Linked DNA regions of Oryctolagus cuniculus: region 2 is linked to region 1. A link is a contact called in public Micro-C data. All regions are on one chromosome and are shown on one strand. The core of a region is the stretch at or near the end of the contact, and the rest is flanking DNA. Distances in the headings are between cores, read along the strand shown. Region 1 holds the start of ANKRD13D (ankyrin repeat domain 13D). Region 2 holds the start of KDM2A (lysine demethylase 2A).

Region 1 (3,698 bases), core at 898-3,397:
GAGGCGGCTGGCCACGTGCTCCATGCTGGGCCGCATGGCAGCCAGCAGCGCTTCAGGCTCCTGCAGCGTGAGCCCCAGCACCTCCGTGTGCACCACCTGCCGGTCGTGGTCCACTTCCATCACCAGGGCTCCCGCTTCTGCCAGCCGCCGCCGTGTCCGAGAGGGCGCAGGTCAGTGGCACAGAGGCCATCATGCTGCCCCCAGCCACCTGCTGCTGAGCGGGGCTGCCCTCCATCCCGGGCGCTCACCCTGGCCCCTGAAGACGAAGCTCCTCCGGCCACGCTGCCAGGCCATGCGCTCGAAGCCCAGGAGGCTGGTGTCCACCCGCAGGCTCTCGCCCCGCTTCCACACGCGGTACACGTCACTCGGGCACATCTTGGACACGAGGGGCACTGCAGGGGGTGCTGACGTCCTCAGGGGTGACTTCCTCTACGGCCCCAGCCCCCATCCCTGGGAGCAGAGAGGCCCCTACTCACCCCAGCTGGTGAACTCCCACTTCATCTCCACGTAGAAATCGGGAGCCTGAGAGGGACAGAGCACAGCCGTCCACCAGGGCGCAGCAGGCCTGAGGGACTCCGGCACGCAGCTGCCCGACGGGAGCCAGCGGCAGCAAGCCGGACCCTGTCCAGGAGGGAGGGGCCCGGGGAGCCCTGAACCGCTAGGGGTACAACAAGGCTGCAAGCACCCCGAAGTCTGGGGCCACTCTCCAGCCGTGGGAGCCCCGGGCAGCTTTTGCCCCCTCTGGATCTCACAGTCCCCCTCCATAAAGGGGGCACGGAGACCCTCTGCTGGCCTGCATGAGGGGTGGGCAGGGTCAGAGTGCTCCGTGAGCCGGGCTCTCCGTGCGCTTCCAGAATCTCGGATCGAGACAGAAGCAAGTTTTCGGGGGTCCAGGCCGTATGCGTGAGTTGGCCTGAAAGCCCCCCTTCCGGGACATCTGCACACTCCAGGTGCCCCGAAGCCTAAGGCTCTGCGGAGACTTCGGGCACCGGGGGCCCCGCGATGGCCATGCAGGTTTGCCCTGGCCGGGGGCCCTGGGTGCCTCTTTTTTCTGATGAGACCCTGAACTGGGGTTGAGACGGACGACCCTGGCCGCGCGCTGCAGCCGGGACCCCCCGGAGCCCGGGCCGGGCCTGGCGCCGTACCTGCCGCAGTTTGCTGAGCAGTTCCGGGATGCCGGCCAGCCTCTGCGTGGCCCTCTGGAAATTCCGATACTGGAGGACCAGCTGCACTATCTCGGGGTCGCCAGTGCTCACCGCCTCCTGCAGGACTGGGGGCGGCAGGCTGCCGAGGGGCCCTCCCCGTGCCCCGGGGCCTGGCCGCTCGCTCCCGCCGGCCACCCCACTGCCAGCCCCAAGGCAGTACCTGCCCAGCCCTGCCGGCTCTCTTTGCCCACGTTGGCGTTGTGTCGGAGAAGGACTCTCACGGACTCCAAGTTCCCCAGGGACACGGCCAGCTCCAGGGGGGTGCGCCCCCGGGGGTCCTCCTGCTCGATGTCGTGCTAGGGAAGCCGGGTCAACCAGGGTCAGGGCAAGCGTCCAGAGGCCACCGGGCTGACGCCAGGGCTGGGAGCCACCGTGGGAGAAGAGATGGGCAGAGAGGGCAGGCAGGTGGCCCGTGTGGCCTAGCAGGGGAGGCAGGGGGCGGGAAGAAGGGCAGCAGGGCTGCGAGCCGATGTCCAGAGTCAGGACCGGCCTGGGGGCCAGAACCGGCGTTCCGTTCTCAGCCCGACTCGGGCTGAGAGGGGCCCAGGATCAGGGCAGGGCCAGGGCTGGGAGCCCAGGCCAGAGGCCGGAGCGCCAGGGGCAGGTGACCAGGGCTTGCGATGCGGCTGCAGAGCTGGGCAGGGGTGGGGGGGCGGGCTCCGGGAGGAGGACCACAGCCTTGGCGAGGGCGGGTGGGGGCGCGGGGCCCTCACCTGGCGGCTGTGCAGCGCGGCCTCCAGTTCGCGGTGCCGGTTCGCCCAGACGAGCCGGTGCAGCGGGAAGGTGGGGTCCGGGCCGGCCATGCTGGGCCTCAGCGCCGCATCTCGGGCGGGCGAGCGGGCAGGCGCGGCGGGGGCGGCCCGGCCCCGCCTCGGCTCCGGGCCCGGCGCGGCCCCCTCGCCTCCCCTCCCGGCCGCGCCCCGGCGACAGCAGCGGCGGCGGCGCAGGCGGCGGGGGCGGGGGGCCCGGGGCGGGGCTGCGCCGGGCCCGGGCGGGGCGTTGAGCCGCGCGCCCCCCCGCCTCCCGGAGCCATGACAACGGCGGTCCGGTCCACGGGCGCCCGGGGCCGGCAAGGGGGGGCGCTGCTGGGCGGCCGGGGAGTAGCCGGGGTCCGGGTCTCCGCGCGGACCCCGGCTGCCGCTCCGCCCGCGGCCTGCAGGGGGCGCCCCAGGCCCTGCGCAGACCCTTTCCTGGTGGGTCCGGAAGGGGCCGGAGGGGGCCCGAGGGCGGGGCGAGGCTGCGCCCCTGAGGAGGGCCTGCGAGTGCGCGTGCGCGCGCGGCGGCCGCGGCCGTGCGGCGGCCAGGGAAGCTGCATTTGCCCTCAGCCCGCCGCCTCCGCCCTTTCTCCCAGGTCCCTCGGACACCGACTGTGCCTGTGTGGTGGGGGGGTCGGGAGAGGTCTGGCGAGCCCACCCCAGCCCGAGGACGGAGCGCCCAGCTGGGAGAGGATCCACGCTGGCCGGCTGCGCGTGCAGCCCCTGCCCCCAGGACCCGGCCGAGGCCGCAGCTCCGCGCGCGCTCTGGGGACAGCAGTGAAGGGAGAGGGGTGTCCCGGGCTCCGGAGCCCGCGCGTGGGCGGCGCTGGACCGCTACTGCAGAGCTGCACTGTGCTGCCAGTGGGGGAGGGGAGGGGAGTTTCCAAATCAGGGCCCGCGCCAGAACTGGGGTGCAGGCCTCAGCCAGCCCAGTTCCGGCCCCCAGGGGCCCCGGGCCGTGTCTGCCGGCGGCGGGGCTCCAGGTTCCCTGCTTCAGTGCCTGGGCCAGGAGCCTTTCTCGGGGTGCCGGGTGGCCGCTCTGCTGCCAGAGGTCACCTGGCCACCCCGCTCTGGGGTGTCCTCAAGTCCTAGGGTCAGCTCAAGGGCTTGAGTGACCAGGGCTCCCAGATCTCTGGTCTCTGCCGAGGCAGGGTGTCCCCTGCCCAGGCACACCCCTCTACCAAAGAGGTGAAGAGCACCAGGCCGGCCTCTGCTGCTCATCTTGGACACCACAGTCCGGGCACCTTCGTTCCCAGCCCTTTTGCTGGGCCCCTGACCCCCAGGATGCAGCTCCTGCACTGTCATTCTGAGACCACCTCCCCACCCCACCCCCCGACTTCTCTGGGCCAGGTGGCCTGAACTCAGCTATCCGGGTGACCCCAGCCAAATCCAGCCACGTGGGCCCTCCTCCCTGCGGGCCCTGGTGCAGGGCCACCGGCCTCCCCATGTCCCACCCTGGGCCCCCCGTCCTGCAGGACCCTCTTCTTGCACCCCACCCGTCACCTCGCCACCGCACAGCTGTAGCCCCCAGCCTGCCACCCTGCACCCCTGCACCCAGCCCTCACCCGACCTGCTCAGAGCCAAGCGAGCTGCAGGCTGCGTGTCCATTCACATCTCTGTCCTGTGCTCAGGTGGGCCAGGGATTCAGGGCTCCTCGAAGTGCTGCAGCCAACCGGAGCCCCCCAGGAGCGCCTGACCCTCCCCCACATCAGAAATGCCACCACGCCCCACCCCGCTT
Region 2 (3,698 bases), core at 611-3,110, 150 kb after region 1:
AGGTCCCTCTCCACGAGCCTGGAACCTTTCCGCTCCCGGACAAGTGGTTCCATGTCCTGCTCCACACTAATCGCCACAGTACAGCTGGCCGAGGCCTAGGCGAAGCGAGCTGCCGGTTTCAGTTCCTTGAGGACCGGCCACATCACTGATTCCTCCCCACAGAATTACAATTAGCCAGGCTCCCCTTCGTGGCAGCATCGGCCCAAAAGAAAACAAAACCCAACAGCCCAGGACTTCTCTCTCCAGGGCCGACCAGGTGAGGCAGGCACGGAACTAATCCAGATTCTAACCAAACTAGTTGCCACACCGGTAATTAGAAACTCCGGGAAAGCAGGGCAGACGACCTCTATAAAAAGAGGACGGGGCATGAGGAGTTGGAGAAAACCCCCACAGCGTTCCCCCAGCCCTCGGGCAAGGCCGCCCACAGCCGTCGCCTTCCTTCCCAAACCCGAGACGTGCACAACTCCCAAACCAACCTGGGACACAAATGCCACCTGATCCTTCGGGATAAAGTAATAGCAGAAACGACATGACCTAAAGATACGAGTAGATCACGTCTTTCCCCCCCTCCCCCCCCAAAAAATTAAAGACCAGTTGGCGCGACGGACAGCCCCAAGCGAGGGGCTTCCATTTTTTTTAAAGCTTCCCACGGATGATGGCTCCCACGGGGAGTGCACGTTTGTTTTTTGCCTTTTGCAACTACATCACGGCCACGCTAACTCGCATCCCTGTCCAGACCGCCAGGAGCCCGAGGACCCGGTGACACAGTGCGCGGGAGCAGGTCGCGCTCGGCCCTCCCGGAGGAAGCCCCGGCCCGGAGTGGGGAGGGAAGCGGCGCCAGCACCCCCCGGGCTCGGGGCGGCCGGGCCGGGGCGCCAACACGCACATCTTCCCGGGCTGCCCCGGGGAGGGAAGGCGCTGCGATGGTTCGCCCATCGGAAAAAGAAATAGAAACTTTGCATTGAGTCTTTGGATAGCACCGTGAACCAAACTTCCCGACGAGGGGGGAGGGGGAGTCTCACCGGGGATTTCGCTCTCGAGTTCTTGTCCAAGTGAGAAGTAAGATTCCAAACACTGAGAGGAGAAAAAAATTAAATCCCAGAGCGTCGCCTTCGGTCTTCCCGTCGATCAAGCCAGTATCCAGAGAGGGTCAGGGCGACCCGGGAAGCAGAGGAAACGGTGGCTGGATCCGACCTCCTCTTCTGGCTTTGGAGACCGGGGGCCGGAGGCGTCGGGAGCGGGGCGCACGACCCCTCGGCGCCGAGCCCGGGGCGCCCCCGCCTCCCCCGGGCCAGCGGTCAGCGGACGGAGCCCGAGCCCCGGGCTGGCCCCGGCCGCGGGGGGCCCCCTCCTCGCCGTGCCCTCGGCGAGCAGCCACCGGGAGCCCCGGGAGCGGCGGCCGATCAGCTGAGACCGGCCGGGCCGAGGCTTCCCCGCGCCGCCCCGGCCCCCCGGAACGCGGGCCCCGGCCCCGGGGGGCGCAGAGGGCGGGAGCGGCGCGGCGCGCCGGGCGGGGGGCCCGGGCTCCCCTCGCGTCGCCCCCTCAGCCCGGGCTCCGCGCTGCGGGACGAGCCCCCCGGCTACTCCCCAGTCGCAGAGGAGGGATTCCGGGGGATGGGCCCCCTGGCGTTGCCCCTCCTCCCGGAGCGTCCCCTGCCCAGGAGAGAGAGGAGCGGCGACAGGCCTAGCCGCTAGGAAGGTGCTCTGCGAGCCGCAGCCGCCGCCGCCGCCGCCGCCGGGGAGGGGTGTTGTTTCCCTCACACAGGAGGAGCCGCTGAAGCAGCCGCCGCCATTTTGAACCCGTCAGACTCTCACATACACACAGCTCCTCCGCGGCGCACTGCGCAGGCGCCGCCTGCCCCCCTCCTCCAGCTCGCCTCTCCACCCCCACCCCCTCCCAGCCTCCCTGCGCCTCTTACCGCTCTCCCGGGCGCACGTGAACGCGCACGCGTCACTCCCCTCCAACGCGGACACACCGCCGGCGCGCGCACGCGCGGACGCGTCGGCCTCGAATCGCCCGCGCCCCGCGACGCCGACGCGGCTGCCCGCCCCCCCGCTCGCGTCAGCCCTCCCGCCCTCCCGCCGGCCTCCCGCCCCCGCTCCCCGCCGGCCTCCTTCCAGAGCTCGGGCCGGGCCGGCGCCTGGCGCCTGCGCACTGGGCACGATCCTCCTCCGCGCGCGCCCTCCCCCCCACACGCTCGCTCGCGCGCACACACACACTTCGCCTCGGTGACCCCGCCCCGCGCCGGCCAGCTGCGCCGGGCGCCCTCCCCCACCTCTCCTGGGAGGGTGGTGACAGCCCCCCCGGCCCCCCACAAAGCACAACCACCACCACCCCCCCCACAAGCAGCAAGGGAGAAGCGCCCCTGCCCCTTCAACCGCCGTGGGCCCCAGGCGGCCCGTCACAGTCACTCAACCTCAGGGCCGGGCGGCCTGGGTCAGGGCAGCCGTTGCCCGCCTCCAAGCGGGGGTCCCCTGGGGTCAGGCCGCTGGGCCAGGTCGGCCCGAGCCGGGCACCCCCGCTCGGGCCTGCCCGTGGCCGAGGGGCCGCAGGGCAAGGGCGCATTCCCGCCGGCTGCCCTCCCCTCGCGCGCCGGCCGGTGGGCCGAGGCCCGCATGCCCGCCATCCCCGGGCAGGCCCTGGCGCCCCCGCCGCGGGGCCCGTCCGCCCTCGGCTGCGGGGGGCTCCCACGGTGCAGCGGCCTGGCCCCGCCTCACCCGCTCCTCGCCGCTCCGAAGGGGCAGGACTCGGGAGCAGCATGTCTGTCCTGGGCTCGGCTCCCCCCGCCCCCGGGGGGGAGCTCCAGGCGCTTGACCAGGGCGTCCACAGGTAGCAGGCGCGCGAGTGGTCTTCGCGACGGCCCGGGGGCGGCGGCGGCGGCGGCGGCCAGCGCGCCCACCGCGGGCCGCAGGCGCCCGGGGAGGTGGCCCAGGAAGCCCCCGCTCCCCGGCCACGCTCAGGTTTCCGCAGCGCCGGTGCCCCCGGCGGCCCCGGGTGGGACGTGACCCCGCCCCCGGCGAGTCGGGGCGCCCCCCACGGAGGGGTGTGCGCGGGCCGCCCCCGGCCCCCGGCCCGACCCCGCCGCCCGGGCCTGCGGCGGGCGCGGGAGGGCCCGGCCGGGAAAGATGTCTCCTCGCGGTGCGCGCACAGCTTCGCGCGAGGGTCAGCGACGGGGCAGCGGCGGCCCGAGCCGCGCCGGCCCTGCCCACGGACGGGCTCCCGCGGCTCGACCGCTGCCCGACGGGCGAGCAGGCTGCGGACGTCGACGGAGCCCGGCCGGAGGTGTCTGAGCCGTCGCCATGCGAGCAGCCCAGCCGCGATCAGGGCATTTTCCCAGCCAATCTCGTGCTCTGGGGCCCGTTTGAATTATAAATCCCGTAAAGGACCGTGGCTGGGGCGTTGCACGACGGGAGCGCTAGCGCGGTGACGCCGGCCCGTGGCCCCCGGCCTTGGCTTCCCACTCCCGGAGCCCTGATTCCCGGGAGCCAGGAACGCAGGGGAGAGGGAGGGCGTGGGTTGACTCGCAAACTTGCACAGAGAGCCTTCAACTCTTTGCAAGGCGATTGCGATGATGATACCTTCTGCCAAGGGCTGAACTCTAGGGTAAAGTCGCTCCATTAACCCCAGGTACTATTATGTATGACCAATGAGGGGGTTTCTACGTGCGAACCTGGGGAGTTTTTACCGACCTTCTCGG

The links. Hi-C and Micro-C count contacts between places; a contact is called where the count stands out from the background.
Region 2: a Micro-C map of ear pinna shows a contact between it and region 1, with 2.9 times the contacts expected there. The contact joins the promoter of KDM2A here to the promoter of ANKRD13D in region 1. A contact is called at or near these places in 2 of 6 Hi-C or Micro-C datasets (ear pinna and skin fibroblasts).

What each region holds. Positions count from the first base shown.
Region 1 is chr1:4,732,436-4,736,133 of mOryCun1.1, forward strand. ANKRD13D (ankyrin repeat domain 13D) reads right to left here and starts at 2,148. Exons shown (of 15, transcript XM_070067011.1): 1 at 1,919-2,148; 2 at 1,366-1,501; 3 at 1,146-1,270; 4 at 477-522; 5 at 249-392; 6 at 1-137. The coding sequence starts at 2,008.
Region 2 is chr1:4,887,306-4,891,003 of mOryCun1.1, forward strand. KDM2A (lysine demethylase 2A) reads right to left here and starts at 1,861. Exons shown (of 22, transcript XM_070067682.1): 1 at 1,023-1,861.